2 separate regions of the Capra hircus genome follow, and region 2 is linked to region 1. The links are chromatin contacts, called in public Hi-C maps. All regions are on one chromosome and are shown on one strand. The core of a region is the stretch at or near the end of the contact, and the rest is flanking DNA. Distances in the headings are between cores, read along the strand shown.

Region 1 (4,714 bases), core at 104-2,603:
AATGTGGTAACTTAACACTGGTCTTGTTATAAGATCAGCCAAATATCCTGCACAGTCAAGGGTAGTTTTACTCAAAACATTACTCCAAGTGCCTAACAGTCATCGAACCAGTGAAGCCCTGGCAAGGATGCCCTTCCTTCTTAGTTTTTCTCCAGTCATTCCTTACTAAAAGTTGTTCATTTTTTCAAAAATTACACTTGCAGAATGATGGGTCTGTTTTCTTTCTAATTCAGGTGGCTAGGTTACAATGTTGTCAACCATCGAAACAAACCAACACGCAGGAGGAGGAGAATCTCTGTGCAGACTGATAGGCATCATGAAAGCCCTTTGTCGCAATGAGCAGTACAGTCATTATTTCTTCAAAAGCATATACCCCATGTATTTCTAGAAAATGTTGCAGTGTATAAAGAATGGATTTTAAATTGTGAGAGCTTAGCTTGCAGATAGAGTTCAGTGAATGTATGGTGGTCATTCCTTGCTCTCAGCGTGCTCAGGGGCAGCTCTCGCTTCTCTGCCTGAGCACCTACCCAGAATCTCCATAGTGCTCACTCTGCCTTGCTCACCCTCTAATCCACTGTGCCGTGCTGTAATTTTTGAGTTGCTGTTGAGGAGAAACTGCAGTGTGTAATATCTGTGTGTTTGCATATATAATTTAGGGGATTAACTGGTGGGAGCATCCTGAGTTACCAGACTTGAGTGCACCTTGGTGTTTCTTCCTTGTATGTGTTAGGGGCCCATCGTGCTGAACTCTTGTCGGTGGAGAAGAACTTGGGAGCCTGGTTTAGTTACTTTCTGAGTTTCTGATTTCTACTATTAGGGGTGAGATACTCGAGTGGTCTTTAAAGGGCACCTAGTTTTTATTTTCATTTTAAACTATGTAGTTCTTGCCAATCTGTATGCAGTAAATGTTCTGAAAAGAAAGTATAAAGTTGCTGTCGTAGGATGAGTCATTTCTTAGGTAACAGGAAATGGGCTTTATAAAAGGATGTTTTATTACAGTGAACATTCAGCCTCAGTTTATTTCCTATATTCAGATTATTTTTAAATAAGATATAACCAGTCCATTAGGAGGTGTTTGAGAGCTAGAAATCAGAAATAAAACTTGAAGAGTTGCCAGTCTGCTATATTTCATCAGGGTCCAAGAAACAGCACAGTTTCAGCAGAACAGGTTTAATATAGAGAGGTTAAATATAACAAGATTGAAGTGACAGAGGATTAGCCAGTAGAAAATGAAAGAGAACTCTGGAGAATGCGAGGGATCACCCGTGAGGAGGTCAACAGCAGTGGTGCTGAGGTGGAGCCTGCCCCACGCGCCCGAGGCTCACTATGGGTGTCGCTGGGTGGACTTACAGGGAACCTGCCCTCTGAGGGCCCAGGGAAAGCAGTGCTGGAGGACCTGTCTTGTCAGAGACCGAGTGCCTGAGTACCCTTGGAAGTGTCGGAAGCTGCGGCCTGCCTGCCTGCTCAGGGGACTCGGAGGAGAAAACCCCTTCCCCTGTCCCTGTCTCTCCAGGCCCCTCTGATCCATCTGCCAGCCCTCTGCCTGCATACCTGAAGTCTTGCTCTTAAAGCCATCTGTTACTGATCTGGTTGAGTGTGTGTTAATCTGCTATTCTTACACAGAGTTGACAGGATAAGACTTAAGGCTCTTTGCATTGAGTTTGTTTATGTGACTAAAAACTCTCTCAGAGACTTTGTCTTAACAATTGTCTTCTACAGAACTTTGGGGCTTCCTAGGTGGCGCTAGTGGTAAAGAACCTGCCCGCCAGTGTAGGAGACATAAGATTCTCATCCCTGGATCAGGAAGATCCCCTGGAGGAGGGCATGGCAACCCACTCCAGCATTCTTGCCTGGAGAATCCCATGGACAGAGGAGCCCGGCGGGGTATACTCCATAGGGTCACAAAGAGTCAGACACGACTGAGCAGTTAACACTTGGAAATACACACTGGAGTTTGATGGCTGAGTATACCAAAAAACAATGTGTGAAGTGAAGTGTAGTCGCTCAGTCGTGTCCGACTCTTTGCAACCCCATGGACTGTAACCTGTCGGGCTCCTCCATCCCTGGGATTCTCCAGGCAGGAATACTGGAGTGGGTTGCCATTTCCTTCTCCAGGAGATCTTCACAACCCAGGGATTGAACCTGGGTCTCCCGCATTGCAGGCAGACTCTTTACCATCTGAGCCACCAGGGAAGCTCCTAATTTATGGTTACTTACTGATTTATTGTAATTGATTATGATTACTTTATGATTCTTAATATTTAAGTATATTGAGTTAAAATGTATTATTTGATTTTACCTCATTTATTTAATGAGTTTTAGAAAATTTCAAGCTACATAAATGACTTTCTTCATGATTCTATTAACAGCATGGCTCTAGATCTATATGTATTGAATAATGCCTCCACCTTTTGGTAGATAATGGAAATGCACTAAAAAGAATAATGATTTTTTAAAATACTGATCATGTGACCAGTTTAATAGCATGATGTGAGTTCCACTGATCTGCAGTGTTAAGGTGTAGTAATTACGTTAATGAAAGGTGGTAGTTAGAAAAGAATGAAAATTAGCCGAAAATGAAATATTTGTGGGATTTTTGTGTGCTGTATGGAGCAGGAGCCCTATTACAAGGCCTGGTTACCATTGGGGAGGATGGTCACATTAAAATATTATCTTTGATTCTTAGTTATCATCAGTGTTACTTAGTCACGTTATAGATTCAGGAAGTTTTTTTTTTTTTCAGTTACAGGAGAGGAAGAAAATCAGTTGGAATTGGAAATTGTTTTTTAAACTTACAACTTAAAAAAAACCTGTTGGTGCGTGTGAGCTTTCTCTGGTCAGAGAGAGCGGGAGCTGCTCTCTGGCCATGGTGCACGGGCTTCTCGATGCAGCTTCCTCTGGCTGTGGAGCGCAGGCTTCAGTAGTTGTGGCACAGGGCTTGTTTGCCCCGTGGCACGTGGGATCTTCCCAGACCAAGGATCAAACCCTGCATTGGTAGGCAGATTCTTAACCACTAGACCACCAGGAAAGTCCAGAAAGGTGATCTCGATTAAACAGATAGTTTTAAGCCAGTTGCAAAGCAACAGAATTCTGTAGAACTATTAAAATTATGTAGTTCTTTAACCTTGATCTCTTCAAAATGTTCATATATACATTTGTCTTTTTAGAGCAAAGAATGCAAGAAGAATTTACTATTTTGTATTGCCCTTTTTATTATGAATCACCTAGAACAGTTTGCAGATAGCTTAATTGTATTTAATTATCCTTAGACTAATTATATGTGAGATATTAATACATAGTGTCAGTTCCTCAGCCGTGTCTGCGTCTTTGGAACCCCATGAACTGTAGCCCACCAGGCTCCTCTGTTCATAGAGTTCTCCAGGCAAGAATAGTGAGTAATTCAGTGGAGTGAGTAGTCATTGCCTTCTCCATGGGATCTTCCCAATCGAGGGACTGAACCTGGGTTTCCCATATTGCGGACACATTCTTTACCATCTGAGCCACCAAGGAAGCCCACCCCATTATTACACAAGCAATGGCAAAAAAGTTTAACCTTTTATGATTTAAAAGTAGTTCATTCTGGTTTGAGCTAGAAAATATCTTGGCATACTTGTGTGTGTATGTGTGTGTGTATTTTACTAAAAGACTGTTTTACTTACATGTAGCTCTTTTAATATATATTATTTAAAACTGGAATACACTCTCCCCTGAGTAGTTAAACTAACTTAAAAATAGAACTCTGAAAACTTTTCGTATAAAAAAGTGTATGTTTTATTCTTTCAGGAGGACATCAGGACGAAATTTTTTTCCTGGTAAGGGACTGCTAATAATATGCACTGTGGAATTAAATTCTTTAAAGTTAGACTTAATTTCATCTTTAAATAATCATTATTTTAAAATACTTAAAAACTTTTCAGTCTTTTATAAGAAGATGTGATCTTAGGGACTGTAGCCCACCAGTCCCTCTGTCCATGAGATTTCCAGGCAAGAATACCGCCATGCCTCCTCCTCACAGGGGGCATCTTCCCCACCCAGGGACTGAACCCATGTCTCCTATGTCTGCTGCATTGCAGGCAGATTCTTTACTGTCAAATTGAAACAGTCAAGATAAATCTAAGGTTTCTCTGGGCTGCTCTTGTATCTGCATCCCGTTTTGTGAACCGCTGTCACCCCCATCTGTCTGGTAATTCTGCACATGGGGTGTGTGTGTGTGTGCGCACTTGTGCACGCATGCACACCTGTGGGAAAAAGTGGTCTTTAATACCTCAGTGGTGTCTCACCACATGTATTCTGAATTTGCTCTTCACATTTTGTTTTGGGGCTATTTTCATATCTCTGGTTACAACACTGTTTCATTGTAAGTTTAAGATTTTAGTTTTTTATCTTCAGTTATGAAAGCATTGTATGCTCATTAGAACAAGTGGCACAGGCCACAGCTACCAACTCCACTGCATCTGGATCTCAGACTTGAAGTAAGCTTTTCTCTGTATTCGTGTCGATGTTTAGCATCATATATAGAGTTTCTGTGTGTCTTACAAAGAATTTTAAAATATCAGGCTCTACACGTTATTCCCCAGCTGTTAGCTTATTTCACATAACACAAGGTAAGCATCCTTTTAGCTTTTTCATTTGATCAGAAATTTTCCATATAATGGAAAGTCTGTTTCTAGGTCTTTTTCATTTTTGTCCATGGGTTCATATATTGGCTTTTTTA
Region 2 (4,931 bases), core at 2,179-4,678, 190 kb before region 1:
TGAAAGTGTTTTAGGGACTCTGCTGTCTGGAAGAAGAGTCAACTATTTTCTTGATTGGTTTTTAAAAAGCAACTAGTTGAAATTCTTTGAAACTAGCTATATACCTGTACTCCAAACATGATTTTAGCTTTCAGTTGTTTTAAAAATCAAAAATATTTTGATAGTCATTTCCATTTTTGTAAGCATTTATTATAGGAACCATCTTTGTAAGCATTTATTAACTTTGTTTTTCCATTCTCTATTGTGTATTAAATTTTGAAAGATGTATTATAATTAGAGAATGAAAATCATGAACTAGATTTTAAAATATTTTAGTTTTTCCCTTTTGCTCTTACTGTATACTTTGAGTTACTGCATCTTATTTCAATAACTCACAATCACTGGCATCTTCTTACTATTTTGGCATGAGAATTCATTTTCAACATTTTAGAAGTTATATAATTCAGCATGTTCTTATTGCTACTGTTCGTATTTTAAAAATCTTAGCCTTGGCTTCCACATAAATGTGGTTCTTTGTACATGTCCTGTAAAATAAGCACACCGTATATTCTGTGTTCACAGCAGAATGTTTAGTGGCCTGTGTAATTTTAAATGGTTCAAATGTTTATATTTTCCTCCTTAAAATTGTTAGGGAGGTACAGTGAGATTGGCAAGACCTGCTGATGCTTTGAGCCAGCCATATTTTATTTCATCTAAATTTTGTTTTTGCGTAACACTTGGATTTAGCATCTGATAATTAGATTTCTTCCTAGTGAAGAGACGTGCTCTTCCTTGCACTTTTCAAACATGCACCCATGTTTAGGTGCGTTTTGAGCAGGGCACAAGGACAGCCTTGCTGAAGAAGTAGCATTCCCCAGACCGTCCTGTAGGAGAGGACAGAGTCGCGCTGCCCTGTTTCCTGACTTACTCTCCAGATGATGGCGTGTTCAGCGTGTCTCTCTGTCTGTCGTCTTGTGTCTTGGACTGTGTCAGGCAAGCATTGTCTGTTTTAGGTTGTATACTTATTGTTTCCTTTGCACATCATGTGCAGATGGTATCTGATAACTGCTTTTTTAATTAAAAATTTCTTTTGGCTGCACTAGGTCTTTGTTGCTGCATGGACTTTTCTCTAGTTGTGGCGAGTGAGGACTGCTCTCTAGTTGCAGTTCCAGGCTCTTCACTGCAGTGGCTTTTCCTGTGATGGAGCACGGGCTGTAGGGCACGTGGGCTTCAGTGGTTGTGGTGCAAGGTCTTAGTGCCCTGGGGTCAGTGGGATCCTACCAAACCGGGATTGAACCCGTCTTCCCTGCATTGGCAGGCAGATTCTTAACCGCTGGACCACCAGGGAAGTCCTAGATACCTGCTTTTTGAAGTTATTAAATTCTGCTTTGTGGTGCTGTCATGAAGTACAAGAGTGCCTGTGGGTTTTAGCATGCTGGGTTTTTCTTCATTTTAATTTCATAAGATACAGTGTATAAAGTTACAGCTGACTTTCTCTGTGTTTTCTCAGATTTATTTTGGATCATTTAAAAAAAAAAAAATCAGTTCCTTTGTTTGGATGGTAAAAGATGAGACAATAATTTATCCAGTGGAAACCAGTATATTTGTAAGCTTGTGTTTGTGTGTATGTGTGTGTATGTACTCATTCATGTCCAACTCTTTTGTGACCCCAGGCTGGGGTGACCTCCAGGCTCCTCTGTCCATGGAACCAAGCAAGAATACTGGAATGGGTTGCCATTTCCTTCTCCAGGGGATCTTCCCAACCCAGGGATTGAACCCAAGTCTCCTGAATCTCCTGCATTGCAGGTGATTCTTAACTCGCTGAGCCACCAGTTAACCCCTTGTAAGCCTAAGAGTCCCTAAATCTTTGTTCAGGGTCTGACTTTCCAGTTTATGACCACCTGATAGTAACGTTTTCTTCTTTGTTTTTGGCTGAACAGTTTCACATATTCTGTGCTCTTAAAATGATGCTCTTCTCTGAGCATAAACCATAGAGCATTTGTTGTTATATATAATATATGATGATGAAATATAATGGGGTCTGTAATAGTGTCATTTGCTCACCACTGATGAGTCATGTAGATTTTAGAATCTGGTTATTCCACTTTGTATTGTTATCTAGTCGCTCAGTCGTGTCCGACTCTTTGTGACCCCATGGACTGTAGCCCACCAGGCTTCTCTGTCCATGAAATTTCCCAGGCAAGAATACTAGAGTGGGTTACCATTCCCTTCTCCAGGGGATCTTCCCGACCCAGGGATCGTACCCAAGTCTTCTTCATTGGCAGGTGGGTTCTTTACCACTGAGCCACCAGGGAAGCTCCGGTTGTAACACTTACCAGAACTTAAAATATGTAGTGAATGAAATGGCTGTCTGTTGTGGCATGGGTGTTTGCCATAGATTTGATGAGAGATGGCTTGGAGATGGTAGAAAATAAGAGGAACAAGGGAGCCAGGGGTGAGGAGACCAGCTGAACTGCAGCAGGACAGCCCATGTCCCATGTGCAGAATCTTAACTGTCCACCTAGGTAGAGCTGCCTAAAGGCCAGGCTTTTATTCAGCTCCCAAGTATAGTGATGTGAAGTTGAGGTGAAGGGATCCGTAGTAATTCTGGGGTTAAGATGGAGTCAGGACCCTCAGCAGAAAAAGCTGGTTCTTCGTCAGGAGATTGGTTGGAAGCAAGTGTAGTCATGGGCGTCCAGGGTCACCTGCTGTCCCAGCAGGTGCCCGAGTCCCAGCTAAAACCAGGTTGGGGGTGGGATGATCAGAGCTGCTGATGTGAGAAAGAAAGCCTCAATTTGGGGAGCCAGTGGGTGGTCCCTTTGATCCCACAGGATGGCTGGAGGCTTGATCAGCGGCTCAGGGATGAGAATAGTCAGCGTCTACAGGAAAGAGCAGGGGAGCCATCTACTGACAGCACAGGTAAAACGATATGGTGAAGGCTGAGCATACCGCTGTGTTAGCACTTGGTGAGTGTTAAACCTACTCTGCAGAAGTTTGTCGTTTTCAATATATGCCATTGTGTAGAAATGGGAGAGTGTTGAGCATCTTTCTATGCCTGGGGGATCCTTTGGAGTTCTTGAGGTAGGAAGAGGGAGCAGGGACAGAGATAGAGGGCTCTACTGCTGCCGGCATTGGGGGGGGTGGGGTCGGGGCGCGGGGGCGGTGGGGGTGGGGTGGCGGGTGGGTGGGATTCACAGCACAGAGTAAGGAGCCCCACCTCAGAGAGAAGAACTGAATAGTGTGCACAGAGTAAGGTGGGCTGGAAGGGCATGGAAAGCACCAGTCAGGAGGAAGCAGTGGGTGAGCTTCTGAGGAGAGGTGATGATGCAGGGTTGCTGCTGAGGGACAGAAGGAGAGGGAAGTGACTGGGACTGTGGGCAGGGATTGTGGGCATGGTTGAGGGACCCTGAGGTCAGAGACCATGACTGCAGGGCATGGCGGGCCTGTGTGATGGCTCTCCAGACAGGCTCTGCAGCCTGGCGCAGCAGGCTGGCCGGTCCAGAGGAGATCGAGTGGGGAGAATTGAAGTTCTATATGAGAGGATGATGGAGATGATGGCCCCTGGGGCCAGAGTGATAATGCAAGGACATGGAGTCAGAAGAGAGTGTCAGCAGGCCTAGTGCAGGATTCGGGAGCTTTGGCTGGAGTGCCGGGCGTGGAAGTTTAAGAAGTTGTCAGGGGAGCAGTGGCACTGAGACCGGGTGTGGCTCTAGGAGGGACAGTTGGAATGGAGTCGGGGTCAGGGTCTTTCCTCTGTAAAGGGAGCTAGTTAAGTTGTTTGGAGTGACCATGGGCCATGAAATGGCCATTCCTAACTGTTCTCTCCTGGTCGTGTTAGCACTGCTCTGGATGGCTCTTTTAAAGCCACCTGCACCTCAGGCAAGATGCCAGAATTTTAAGAAAATTCCTGACAGTAATGCCAAAGTGACGGGGCTCACAGATTCGAGTACTTTTGATGACTGGAGCAGAGGAGGTTGAGAAGATAAATATGAAGAGTGGAATTTGAGGAGAAATTTGAGAATAAGGACCCTCTGAAGAGAGAGAGGAGAAATGGTTTATGGCATGATTTCAGCTAACAGAGTTAAATGCTGAGTGTTAGGAGACATACAGGTGTTTTGTGGGGTATTAATGTAATAAACAGAAGAAGCGTGCTTGGAAGCAGGGAGGATGTGGTGCTTTGTTTGACTTCATTTCTGATGATCACTTTCCAGGTACTTCTGAGAGTTTGCCTCTCGTGTGTGGATTTGAACCACCTCTGAGGCCTCCACCCTTAGCTGACTGATTTATAGGAAGGTCACAGCTATTTCAGAAATTAGAATTATCGAACATTTTGTAAATTCAGTCAAATGACAGTCTTTGCAAGCTTTATTTACTTCCTGAAATCACATCAGCTCTTCACACCCTCCCTGTAATGAAGCTGATTAGCTTTTGCCTCTAATGTTTGTATTTGAAGCTGAAAACCATGTTAGAAATTCCAAACACTTCAGCCATAAGCTTCAGTCATGTGTACACTTAGAAGATAAACATTCTTTTAAAAATTTTATTACTCATTGAGGTAAGTCAGACAGAGAAGGACAAATGTCCTACGACATCCTTTATATATGGAATCAAAAAGAAATGATATAAATGAACTTTCAAAACAGAAAGAGACTCACAGACTTAGAGAATGAACTTATGGTTGCCAAGGGGAAGGGATAGTTAGGGAGTTTGGGATGGACATGTACACAGCACCAAAGAATTGATGCTTTTGAACTGTGATGTTGGAGAGGACTCTTGAGAGTCCCTTGGACTGCAAGGAGATCCAGCCAATCCATTCTGAAGGAGATCAACCCTGGGATTTCTTTGGAAGGAATTATGCTAAAGCTGAAACTCCAGTACTTTGGCCACCTCATGCAAAGAGTTGACTCATTGGAAAAGACTCTGATGCTGGGAGGGATTGGGGGCAGGAGAAG

Evidence for each region. A called contact is a pair of places that touch in the nucleus more often than the background predicts.
Region 2: a Hi-C map of liver shows a contact between it and region 1, with 3 times the contacts expected there. The contact joins two enhancer-like sites. A contact is called at or near these places in 2 of 5 Hi-C or Micro-C datasets (blood and liver).

The regions. Positions count from the first base shown.
Region 1 is chr21:28,056,805-28,061,518 of ARS1.2, reverse strand. The region is part of intron 8 of TJP1 (tight junction protein ZO-1); the gene reads left to right. Among named protein-coding and RNA genes, the nearest start is that of TJP1, 77 kb to the left of the region's middle. Within about 2 kb of position 1,353, at least 1 of the 5 cell types and tissues checked has an H3K27ac peak or open chromatin away from gene starts, as enhancers often do.
Region 2 is chr21:28,252,303-28,257,233 of ARS1.2, reverse strand. No RefSeq gene overlaps it. Among named protein-coding and RNA genes, the nearest start is that of TRNAS-GCU, 95 kb to the left of the region's middle. Within about 2 kb of position 3,428, at least 1 of the 5 cell types and tissues checked has an H3K27ac peak or open chromatin away from gene starts, as enhancers often do.